Linked DNA regions of Mus musculus: regions 2, 3 and 4 are each linked to region 1. A link is a contact called in public promoter capture Hi-C data. All regions are on one chromosome and are shown on one strand. Each heading gives the region's core, a stretch centred on a gene start, on an enhancer-like site or on the middle of the called end of the contact. The rest is flanking DNA. Distances are from core to core; before and after follow the strand shown.

The links. Promoter capture Hi-C pulls out the DNA fragments that hold promoters and counts their contacts.
Region 2: a promoter capture Hi-C map of pre-B cells shows a contact between it and region 1, with 4 times the contacts expected there. The contact joins the promoter of Uqcc2 here to the promoter of Cmtr1 in region 1. A contact is called at or near these places in 2 of 39 promoter capture datasets (liver and pre-B cells).
Region 3: a promoter capture Hi-C map of liver shows a contact between it and region 1, with 4 times the contacts expected there. The contact joins the promoter of Hsf2bp here to the promoter of Cmtr1 in region 1.
Region 4: a contact with region 1 is called in a promoter capture Hi-C map of pre-B cells, with 4 times the contacts expected there. The contact joins the promoter of Nudt3 here to the promoter of Cmtr1 in region 1. A contact is called at or near these places in 2 of 39 promoter capture datasets (liver and pre-B cells).

What each region holds. Positions count from the first base shown.
Region 1 is chr17:29,659,150-29,662,115 of GRCm38.p6, forward strand. It overlaps Cmtr1 (cap methyltransferase 1), which reads left to right and starts at 1,446. Exons shown (of 24, transcript NM_028791.6): 1 at 1,446-1,622. The region is part of intron 7 of Gm28043 (predicted gene, 28043); the gene reads left to right.
Region 2 is chr17:27,132,340-27,135,305 of GRCm38.p6, forward strand. Uqcc2 (ubiquinol-cytochrome c reductase complex assembly factor 2) reads right to left here and starts at 1,552. Exons shown (of 4, transcript NM_026063.2): 1 at 1,401-1,552. The coding sequence starts at 1,538.
Region 3 is chr17:32,033,030-32,035,995 of GRCm38.p6, forward strand. It overlaps Hsf2bp (heat shock transcription factor 2 binding protein), which reads right to left and starts at 1,479. Exons shown (of 8, transcript NM_028902.1): 1 at 1,416-1,479; 2 at 232-382. The coding sequence starts at 1,463.
Region 4 is chr17:27,621,923-27,624,888 of GRCm38.p6, forward strand. Nudt3 (nudix (nucleotide diphosphate linked moiety X)-type motif 3) reads right to left here and starts at 1,530. Exons shown (of 5, transcript NM_019837.2): 1 at 1,165-1,530. The coding sequence starts at 1,263.

The DNA of each region.
Region 1 (2,966 bases), core at 196-2,695:
GGTACTATATGCATGTGGCATACATACATACGTGCATGAAGGACACGCATACACATAAAATAAAAATAAAATCCTTTTTTTTTTTAAAAAAAGCAGCATTATGGGAGAACATATGTTGACATTTGAAGTCTCGGGGTTTAAGAGACAAACGCAGCTGAGAATGTCCAACAAAGTTATATTGGTCTGAAAATGGGAAGAGGAGTTAGAGTTACAGCCCATCTCAGTGCATATGGTCAAATGCCACAGATGCCATTATTTCTTTTAGTCTGAGGCATTGAGAATCAGATCTAGGATCTGGTGTGTACCGGACGAACAGTCTTGACACTGAGCTATGCCTAGTCCAATGTTAAATATGTCCTATGGAACAGGAACAGGTCTTTGACCTTGGCCAGTTTGTGTCTCTGACTGTATTCTTTTTTGTTGTTGTTGTTGTTTGTTTTGTTTTTCGAGACAGGGTTTCTCTGTGTAGCCCTGGCTGTCCTGGAACTCACTTTGTAGACCAGGCTGGCCTCGAACTCAGAAATAGGCCTGCCTCTGCCTCCCGAGTGCTGGGATTAAAGGCGTGTGCCACCACGCCCGGCTCCTCTGACTGTATTCTTAAATCTATATAATGACGATACTGTAGTAAGCTACCAAACTAGTTACGCCATGTTGTGAAACACTTTCTAGGATTTTTTTTTCCCACTTTCCAAGTCAGGGTCTTACAATATATCCCTGGCTGTCCTGGAAGTAGCTATGTAGACTAGGCTGGCTTCGAACTCACAGAGATATGCCTGTCTCTGCTTTCTGAGTGCTGGCATTAAAGGTGTTCGACACTACCACCTAGCTCCTAAGAATACTTTCATTGCTAAAACTATTTTGGGCAAAAATTCGTCTCCGGTCACTTCGACCAGTCATTAAATCTTATGCTAAACTGGTCTCTTGATCAGCCATAAATTTCTATACCATGTGATTGTGATTCTGACCTAAAGGTTAACTGCCTGACCATTTAATTGTTATCACTCTGCTTCTGAAAAGAAAAAAAAAGCAATGTTTGCTTGTTGCACATGTTTGGAGCTGCCTTTCTGTATACATCACAGTTGCAGTCCTTGTCTTTAAAATGTCGAACAAACTGGAGGTCCGAGGGTGCTTCCCGCTCCTCTGCCTGAGACAGCCCCACCGGTGGTAATAAATAATAAAGACTCCACATGATTTATTAAGACATCTTGGGAGTTTTCCTTCTTCAGGTAATCCATAACAAGATGAATAAACTGAGGTGAAGTATTGATTTCCCTTCTTTAGGGCGAGAGTAGACAAGGGTTATTTTCCTAGTGGCTTTTCTCTGCCCCCCCATTCTTTCGCGGTCCCCCTTCCGCGCAGGCGCCTCGGGTCCTGCGCGCTGTGCGACCTGGGCAGTTCCCCAGGGCCAAGCCTGAGCCCAGCGGGGGCGGGGCTGGCGGGCTCGTGACGTTATCAAGCGGCGCCGCCCGCGGGGCGGGTTCCGAGCGCGACCGCGCAGCTAGCCGGCCCTGCGAGGAAAACGAAAGTGAGGGAGGAGGAGGTTGCAGGGCCAGCCTGGGCGGCGACAGTGGCGGCCTGGTCCCTCGTCTCCGCTCGCCGGCTACTCGCCCCATCCCCTCAGCGTGAGTGCAGGCGCGCGGCCCCGGGGGTGCGAGCGGGCGGGCGCACGGGCACAGCATCCTTCCCCTGCGGCGGCCGCTTTGCCCGCTTTCGGGTAGCCTCTCTCTGCTCCTGCCCCCTGTCTTGTCCCCAGCAACCTCTCGGAGCCGAGGTTGCCGCTGCTGCTGGTCGCCGCGCACACAGTATCACACCTGACGTTTCCAAAGGAGAAGCTCCGTCGGGGAGATGGCGTTCCCTTCTTTCCCCTCTGCATACGGGGGTTAGCAGCGCTTAGAAGTGCCTGGTCACAGCGCGTCTGCCATTGTAGGTCACTCGATAGCCCTTTGGCCTTCCCCTGGCCGAGGAAATGAGAGGATTGGCTTGGATTCCCTGCGAGGCCCCAGTCGAAGGTGCTGTGGTGGAGGGGGACGTTCGTATCTGCCGCCTTGCCCTTCTACAAAGCTGTTTCCTGTTCTCTCACTTGCCCCATCGCAGACCACACTGAGTTCCCAGTGGCACCCCCCACCCCCGCTTCACCCACACCCACCGGGACGACTTAAGAGTTAAATGAGACCCATTTTATGTGCTGTGAAGCCTCAGCGATGAGCTTTCCAGTAGGCTCACCTATCTGTGATGTCAAGTAAAAATGTGGCTCCTCGGGCCTGGCTTTCTGTTGGCTCAGTCGCCTGGCTTTCCTGCTTTCCTCTAATAGGCACTGCTACTGTCACTTAGGAAATTGCCACCTGAGATTGGGATGATCGTACATTGGGTCCACAGGTTCATCCTCGGGCTGGAAATACGGAAACCTTTTGCTAGGTTTCAAGGGGAGGGATTGCTATATCCCTTCAAATTCCATTACTTTCTTACCTCGACTGCTGATGCTCATTCTCCCTCCACCCCAGCAAATATTTTGAAATAAGTTGAACTGGCTCTGATTTTCATAGACAATATTGAGTATCAGTTCATAGTCAAAACAACACATGGTCTTAAAACTATATGTCTGACTCAAACGCCAGAGAAGTCTGTTCTTGTATCCCAGCGTCCCTGTTCCCCAAAGATACCAGTGTACCTCCAACTTTTAAGTCTTTTCTCTTTTCTGAGTTCTTTGAATACACTACTTTTCCTGAAGATTTTGTAATTTTTTTTTGACTTTTTGAGACAGGGTTTCTCTGTGTAGCCCTGGCTGTCCTGGAACTCTGTAGACCAGGCTGGCCTCCAACTCAGAAATTCGCCTGCCTCTGCCTCCCAAGTGCTGGAATTAGAGGTGTGCACAACCACGCCCGGCCTGTAATTCTTTTTTTTTTTTTTAAAGATTTTTTTCGACTGTTTTAAATAGGCATGTGGGTACCTGCATAGGCCAGAGGTGT
Region 2 (2,966 bases), core at 302-2,801, 2.5 Mb before region 1:
CTCCTGCCTACTTGACATTCCACTTGGGAGTTTAAAGCCTCCAACGTCAAATGTGCGATGCACTTCCCACACCCCACCTGCTCCATCTAAGTCTTTCCCGTTTCAGCAACCAGCTGCTCAAGCCAAAAAAAGAAAAGGGGAAATCTGGGAGCTGTCCTTGGTTCCTCTCCTTCACCCCACATCCAGGACACCCGCGCTGCTGATGTGACCCGCACATTATGGTCTGCTTTCTGTTACTTCTGTCTCCTGTGCCACTACCATTATCCAAACCACCACCGGCATCTCTCTCTTCCGGTGCTACCACGGCAGGCTCTCTGCAGCTCCTTGTTCCCCAATGCCAGAGCACCAGAGGAACCTTTGAAAATCAGGGCACGTCAGTCCCCTGACTAAATGTCCCCGGTGGCTTCTCCCTTGCTTCCTGGTAAGATCTGACCCCTAGTGCAGGTGGCTGGGCAGTTAAAAAGAACCTAGGTTTGATTCCTAGTACCCACATGGTGGCTCACAACCACTTCTAACTTCAGTTCCAGGGGATCCAATGCCCTCCTCTGGCCCCAGTGGGCACTGCATTAACAGGGTACAGAGACATATCTGTTGGTAAAAAAAAAAAAAAAAAAATCTGTATTGTGCCTGGCTCCTGCCTTCCTTCAGCTTCAAATCTTAGCTGTAGACATGCCACTCACTACCCGTAGGCTTGCTTTCTTTTCTGTAATATGTCAGTTTGGTTTCCTCTGAAGTGCCTGGCCACCCTTCCCGAAGTGCAGTCAGTGTTCACTGTCTCCCTGCCTCGAGACCGACCTATGTGTAACTTCCTCAGGCAAGCCTCAGGAACCCGACTAATGTTACATTTACCACGATCAGAGTACTCATTGGAACTGTCTTATGAGTCTATTTGTTCCTCGTGTCCTGAATAAGAATCCAAAGGCAAAAGGAGAAAGACCTCATCTAATTCACTGCGATTTCCCTGGAAACTAACCTAGTTCTATGCATGCACATGGCCGTGCTTGGTAAGGTAACCTAAACCTGAGTGGGGCGAGAAGGTCTACTACTCACACAAGGGACCTGTGTGGGAGACTCAGTTTCACAGTGACGGAAGGCAGTGAGGCTTAGCTGGAGGTGTCTGGGGATAGGCTGGGCTCGCAGACACATTAACGATGGTAAGGAAGAAACAACCCCGCCTTACAATTTGACTCTTTAGTGGCATCTGGACCTCAGGGCCGCTTCACTGACTACTACACTGTGCAGACAAGGAAGGAAACTGCGCAGAAGGCGTCGCACTCCGCAGCTAACTGCAAGATGGGTACCTCGCGCACGTGCAGCCTGGCAGCGGCCGACGCATGCGCAGATCCCCCACCCTTGCCGCCCATCGCTTCGACGTGCCCACCCTCCTCCCCTCCGGTCACCTGGGTGTTCTCTCCCTCCCGGAAGGCCTGCGCTACCCGCTGCCGCAGGTAAGCGCCCAAGTCCCGGCCCCGTTTGGTCTCGTCCACTGGCCATTCCTCACAGAGCTTAAGGAAACGCCGGTAGCGGAGAGCGGCCATCTTGGGCCCCGCTTGCCCCGCCCCTGGGGGGGAGTAGTCAAGACCGCAGAGGGCGCGTGCGCACTAAGGCGCACTGGCCTTCCCCGTGGACATGCGCAGTTCTACCAACGGCCCACACCCCTCCAGGCAGCGGCGCTGCTCACCTTTGAGAGCGAGGTCTGAGCTCTTCAGCTTCTTGGTTCTGGTACTCGCCCAGCTCCCAGGGGCAAAGCTAACGCGGTGTACCCTGGGGAAAGCTTTGCTCTTCGTTTTCAATGACTTCACAAGCTCGAGACTGAAAAAGCTTCCCCCGAGACCTCTGCTGTTTTGCATAAACGAAACATTTGCATGTAAATACAGGTTGTTATTGGATGGATATGTGTTTGATCTTAACGTCCGTCGTGTACACATACACACACACACACACACACACCGTCCGTCGTGTACACACACACACACACACACACACACACACACACACACACACACACACACACACAGCTGCCCCACTCACACTCATCACCCTGTACTTATCTCTACCACATGGACCTCTGATAGAGTTCTTTAGCTACATCTCCAGCCTCCCGGTCACATTGCTCACCACATGGAGCGGTTTCTTATGAAGAACCAAAAACATTGTTGCAGCCTGGAAATCTTTAAAACAATTTTTTTATAGTGTGTTTTCTTTATTCTAATATGTATGAGTGTTTACCTGCACCATGTACATGTGTCAGTTCTGGGGACCGAACCTGATTCTCTGTAAGAGCAATAAATGCTCTTAATAACTAATTTCTCTAGCTCTAAGAATGAGTGTTTTTATTATGGCAAAATTTAACATAATATATATATCACATGGGTATCATATGTGTGTGTGTGTGTGTGTGTGTGTGTGTGTGATTTTTCTTTTGAGAAAGAAGGTTTCTCTGTGCAGCCCCAGGTGTCCTGGAACTCACTCTGTAAATTAGTGCTCAATGAATGAATGAATGAACAAAGCCACATTCCAAACTAGGTCTGTCAGACCCTAATGTCTCTCAACATTCACAACCTAGGGAGCAATTCCTGGGGTGGGGGTGGGGCAGCTCACGGGACTGTCTGTCTGGCCAGCCCTTGCAGTGTAGCCGGTAGAGGAAGGGAGACCACAGAAGGAGGCAGTGGGCACGAACTTTCCCTGGCACCCTGGCACCTTTCTCAACCTCTTACCACACTTGTACCTCAGGTGGAAGGGAGAACCATTTGCTGCCATCAAGTTACTCCCCCTACAGCCCAAGACAGGGCAAGGGGTCTCGCCACCCCTGACTCCCAAGTTGGCTGTGGCCAGGCGAGTGCTCTTTAAAGCCATACCTGGGTGGGCCCTTGTGGCTTCCAGCCCACCCGGGGCCCTCAATGCCTGGAAGTAGGGAGTAAATGAACCTCAGGAAAGCCACCCAGCTTCATGGCTAACACAGCTAA
Region 3 (2,966 bases), core at 229-2,728, 2.4 Mb after region 1:
AAAAATTAGCCTTACCCACCAAAAGCTGATGTCATTGCAATCCAGTCCCAATTGGTAAAGTGCTGACAAAAGCTCCAAATACCTCCCAAAAAATTTAACAGGGTTCCAGACTCATATCTGGTATGTTGCTCAAATGTCAAACATCTGGATAGACAAGTCCTAGCAATCCTGAACTTCGCTCAACTCCCCTGCCCACCCAAAGACAAGTGGCATGCATGAGGTAAGACTCACTTTTTTCTACCATCTTTAATTTCTGGAAACTTTCCAGTAACTCCCCATTTAGTATTCTGGGTAAGAAGTCCCGTATTTGCATCACTTCCGTCGTCAGCCGTTCCAGGTCCTTCTTTCTGACTTTAACAAATTCTTCTTTAGATTCCATGTTCTAAAAGAACAAGTAGATCTTAGCATTGTAGTATTTCTCTTCAGATGACTAGAACTAGCATCCCAAATCGACTTGCTCCCTTTTCTTTCATGCCTCTTACATTCATAATTGCCTCACAAATGTGTTTTTCTTTCATGCCTCTTACATTCATAATTGCCTCACAAATGTGTTTACATACGTACCTGTGTGTGTGTGTGTGTGTGTGTGTGTGTGTGTTAAGGTTTTTATTTGGTTTTTGAGAGGGTCTCACTGCGTAGCTTTGGTTGTTCTGGAACTATGTAGACTAAGCAGTGTGTAGGCCTCTGCCTCCATAGTGCTGGGTTACAGTCTCTTCCACCACTCTTGGCACCTAATGTCCCTCCTGTTACACATATATGGATATAGATGTGTGTGTACACATGGGCTTTATATACAGAGGGCCATGATGACGGGGACAAGGGTGATGATTCACACCCACAGTCCTAGCTTCTCAAGAGACTGAGGGTGAAATATGGCTTTGCCCAAGCGTTGGAGGCCAGCCTGAGCAACATGTCAAGACTGATTCAGTAAGAACAAATATGGTGGAGGAGGGAATGGAAATACGTAAGGGGAAAAACCGAACTCATATTCCTAAAAGCCAAAAGAAAATGCCTGCAAGTTAATGCGCCCCAGGCTGAACCGCTCGGGTGGGATCCCTGCGGCCGCATTTGGCTTTTGCTGACCCCTAACATTCACACCATCATACAATGGCATCCTACCGGAAGTAGGCATTAACCAGGCCCTCTCATGAAGGGGCATCAGGGGCAGAACCCAGATAAGTGAGTTCTCAGCTCCGGCTCCCCGGAGCCTCAAGGCCTAAGGCCTGGGCTACCACTTTTTAACCTGAGGCATCCGCAGATGATTTGGAACTGTGCCTCTTGTCTCCGGCCCTGGCCCACCCTCGCGCAGCTCCTGGCCAGGTCCCCTCAGGGCTACAGGGACATCTCCTCAGGCACTGGATCCGCCCTGAGGGGAGTAATCAGCAGCAGCTCCCATATGTAGGGCACCCACTGACCCGGCAGGCCTCCTCAGTACCGGACCCGTCGCCCACGGTTGCGGCCATAGCCGCTGCCTCAGCTTCGTGCGCCTGCGCAGAGCTCGCTAACACGCACACACAAAAACGCGGGAATCTTAAGATGCCCCACGATACGGAAAGCCACAAGGTTCAAATCTCGACGATTTGCTCTTCACTCTCGCTTTCTGGGTCCAGGGATGAGATGGACCTGGATTCTACTGTAGCTTTCCTACTTCAGTTGCGTTTCAGACTTGTTACCTGCAAAGTGAGGCCTGAGAGTCAAGCAGAATCCGTCCTTCCCTGTTTAGAGAGAAGATGCTACAACCAAACCTATACACTGTGAGAAACCGCGCAGGGAAAACCTCATCGTCCCTTGGCCCCAAGTGCTTCTGTGCCAGCACTTGGGTGGCGGAAGCTGGAGTTCAAGACAAACTTGCTACATAGCATGGGAAAATCTAGGCTGGGCTACATGGGGGTAAAAAAAAAAAAATCAAAATTAAATCACCAAAGCTTGGAAGAATATACTAATCTAATAATTCTCATGTTTGATAACGTAGAGTTTTAGATGTCCCTAAAGTTTGCACAATTGTTAAAAGCCTTCTTTTATGTTGGTTTAGTATGTTCCCGCTTGTGCTGGTTTATGTCAACTTGACACGAGCTAAAGTCATGGGAGGAGGGAACCTCAGTAAAGAAAATGTCTCTATAAAATCAGATTGTAGCAGGCCTGTAAGGCATTGTCTTAGTGACTGATGGGGAGGACCCCACCTATTATGGGCGGGGCCATCCCTGGACTGGTGGTCCTGGGTTCGGATTTCTGAGTTCGAGGTCAGCCTGGCCTACAAAGTGAGTTCCAGGACAGCCAGGGTTATACAGAGAAACCCTGTCTCGAAAAAAAAAACAAACAAACAAAAACAAAACAGGCTGAGCAAACTGCAAAGAGCACGGCGGTAAGGAGCACCCTCCATGGCCTCTGCATCAGCTCCTGCCTCCAGGGTCCTGTCCTGGGTGAGGTCTGGTCCTGGCTTCCTTCCATGGCGAACAGTAATATGGAATGTGAGTCAAAACAAACAAACAACGACAACAACAACAAAAAAACATTTGCTCCCCAGCTTGCATTTTTGGTCCTGGTGTTTGAAAATCTCACTACCCACTGCTTAGAACTGTGTGTTTTGAATGCAGGACTTACAGAGTCAAGTTAGATCCTCAAAATTTCCCTCTACAATAGACATCCCTGCATCTCACCCAGACGTCGTGTGTGTGGATTTGCTGATTCCCCATTCAACAAGCCTGCACCTGTCTCAAGATGCGGCGGAAGGCTTGCTGTCTTGCCACTACACACCCCTAGATCTATCCTAGGACCCTGCAAAAAAGGATTGCTCACTACACCACACCTCTGTAAGTGCCCCTGATGCTGCAGGGATGGGTTGTTCTCGCTCCTCTACAAATCTCACACCTGCCCTAAAAAGCTGCAAGGGTCTCCTCTCCACCTTTGCACTTGTCCCAGGACATTGGGAGGTTGGCCACCCCCTCTATAATGCTACATCAAAACTC
Region 4 (2,966 bases), core at 280-2,779, 2.0 Mb before region 1:
TAGAACAGCCTTCACCATAGACAGTTTTACCTCACGTATTCCAAAGCCAGCGCATCATTTAAAACTTGACCTTGCTTACTTACAAAGCGCGTCTTTCGGGGACCTTTGGTAATGAAGGAAAGTAACAAAGTATACATTTCCAAAACTCCTGTTTTGCAATCCCTCAACAGCACAAAGAATGCTTTCACGGATTTTCTTCAGGCCGTCATTTCATTTAAATTCCCCCTCCTCCTCCTCCTCTTCCTCCTCCTGAGTATCTACCGGACAGTGATTCCTGGTAGTCCATCCTCCCTTTCATCAGAGCCTTTCATAACTAACGGGTCAAGTTCCTGTCGCCCATTTCAACACGATGCACCGTACTGCAGGCTTGCCACCCCAGCCCACCGCCGAGGGCCGGGATAAAACATACTCAGTTTCACTGCCCTTCATTGTTTTCAAGCGAACTGCCATCTTACCACCATGCACACACACGACAGCAATGTGTCCCCACAGGCATTTTATGAATTTCCAAAGCAGCTATTCTTTGTGGATTTACAAACCACGCGCCTTTCATGAATCTCGCTTCATCACCACAGAAACGGCTTTGTGAAGCCGAAAAAAAAATTTTTTTTTAAGTTCCTTAAGGAAAAAGGAACAAGACTCTAAAACGTTCTATTATCCTAGCTTACCCTACGACTCATCCTATTGGGCACAGCAGAGAAACGTCGGGACAGAGATCTTCATAAATACAGCTTTTGATGGTCGTGAAGTGTTCCGGTCAATATGAATAACAACCTCGACGACAACCGTGTCCAGTGCCCTTTCTTTTCAGGCTCCAACCATACGGACTCAGCAGCTCAACGTTAGAATCGAACGGCTGGCCCCGGCTTGTCGCTGCCAGTGCTCGCCCGCAGCCACCTCCCCTCGGCCAGCAGCAACCCTGCGGGGAGGGAGGGAGGGAGGGAGCGGCCCTCCGCTCCGCCACAAAGGCCGGCCTGCGCCCCATGCACGTGTGCCGAGCGCCGAGCTGCCTAGCCACTGCCCCGGGCGAACGGCGGCCAACCCCCGACGGCCCGCCGCGGGATGGCATCCCGCTGCCCCGGGCCCTCTCCACTCCGCTCCCCACCCCCCCTTCTCCCCAGGAAACCCCGTCGGGCGCCGCCGACCCCCGGCAGGGCGCCTCACCTCCTCCTCGCTCTCGCTGCGGAAGCACAGGCACGCGGCCCGCTTCTTGTAGCCGTCGCCGTCGTAGGTGCGGGTCTGGTTCGACTTGAGCTTCATCATCCTCCGGGCCCGGGTGGGGGGTGCCGTGCGGGGCCTCGGAGTCCAGGGAAGGGGAGCCTGCTGCAGGCGGGCGGCCGCGCGCGCGCGCGCCCCAGGCTCGATCGAGAGGGCGGGGAGGAGGGTCTGTGTGTCCGCTACACGGCTCCGCGGCGGGACAGCCTCATTGCCCCCGGCCCAGGCCCTGCGCCGCCGTCACGGCCGCCGTCGCCACCGCCACCGCCCCCTCTACCGCCGCCGCCCCCGACGACGACCGCGCCGCCATTTTGGACGCGCTGCGTCAGCTGCGTAAGGCACGCGGGCTCGCCGGACGGCCGCGCGTGCGCAGCGCGGACGGCGTTCCGGAATCGCGCCCGGCGCGGGAGAGCGTCTGCACTGAAGGCCGCGGAAGCTGGCGCGGCTGCTACGCAGACAGCGTAGGGCTGGGGATGGCGGAAGCCGGGTGAGGCGCGGCGCGTGGGCACCACCCGCGACCCCACGGTCCCGGGCGCCGCTGGGCAGAGAGCAGGGGCCCGCCCAAGGTCACCGGCTGAGCGGCCCAGCCCGATCCAAGGTCGCGCCGCTCAGATGACAGGGAGAGTGACAGCGCCGCTCTGCTGTCCCTCGCCGCAGACTGTCAACCTTAGCTGCTGGGGATCAGGAGTGGGGCGGGGCGGGGCTGCTCTTTGCGGTCAGTTGGTAGCTGTCTGGACATATGTGCGTCCTGCAGCCATTTGTGCAAAAAAGGCAAAAGCTGCCACTTGCCTGGCGACATGCTTGAGGGACTGGGTTCGAACCTCAGCACTGCAAAAAAGAAAATAAAAAAGGAAGGAAAGAAAAGAGAGAACGCCATCCTCTTAAACAGGAGCAGAAAGGGAGAGACTGTAAGAGTGTGCACAGCACACGTACGTAAATCATGAAATATGGTTTCTGGCCGTGACTATAACACTGGGATGACCCTCTTAGAGGACGTGAAAGTGGGCTACAGCGTTCCTGCAACAAAACGGGCACCATTACCGTGTGCTAAACGTTTAGAAAATTCTGTCAAGATATTCAAGATTTATAAATAAATCCCAAAGCGCACAGCGTACGTTTGTGGGGACAGGTGTGTGCGCCATGATTGCTTCTGTGAGGTCAGAGGGCAACTTAAACGAATCCATTTTCTCCCACCACAGAGGACCAGGAGACTGAATTTAAGTGGTCAGGCCTGGCTGCAAATGACCTTTCTGGGATATCTGACGGGTCCCCGTTACCTGTTTTAATCATCTTGTATGTAGTATACTTCATTAATAATCTAGAGGGGCCCAAGAGATGTGTCAGTTTAAAAGGGCACTGGCCATGGAGCCTGACCACCTGAGCTAGATCCCTGGCACACATAGCGAAAGGAGAGAACCAACTCCCACAAGCTTCACCGCTACATGTGCTCTATGACATATGTGTCCACACATATTCTAACTTCTTTAAAAACTAAATGAAGGGGCTGGAGGGATGGCTCAGTGATTAAGAACACTGGCTGTTCTTCCAGAGGACCCTGATTCAATTCCCAGTATATGGTAGTTCACATGGTACCATACAGAGTAGCTCACAACTGTCTGTTGGCTCCTTCACACAGATATATATACAGCCAAAACACCAATAAAGTAAAAATGTAAAAAGTCTGGCTGAAAAGGTGCCTCAGGGATAGGAGCGCCTGAAAATGTCCAAGTGTCCAGGAAGCAGAAAGCACT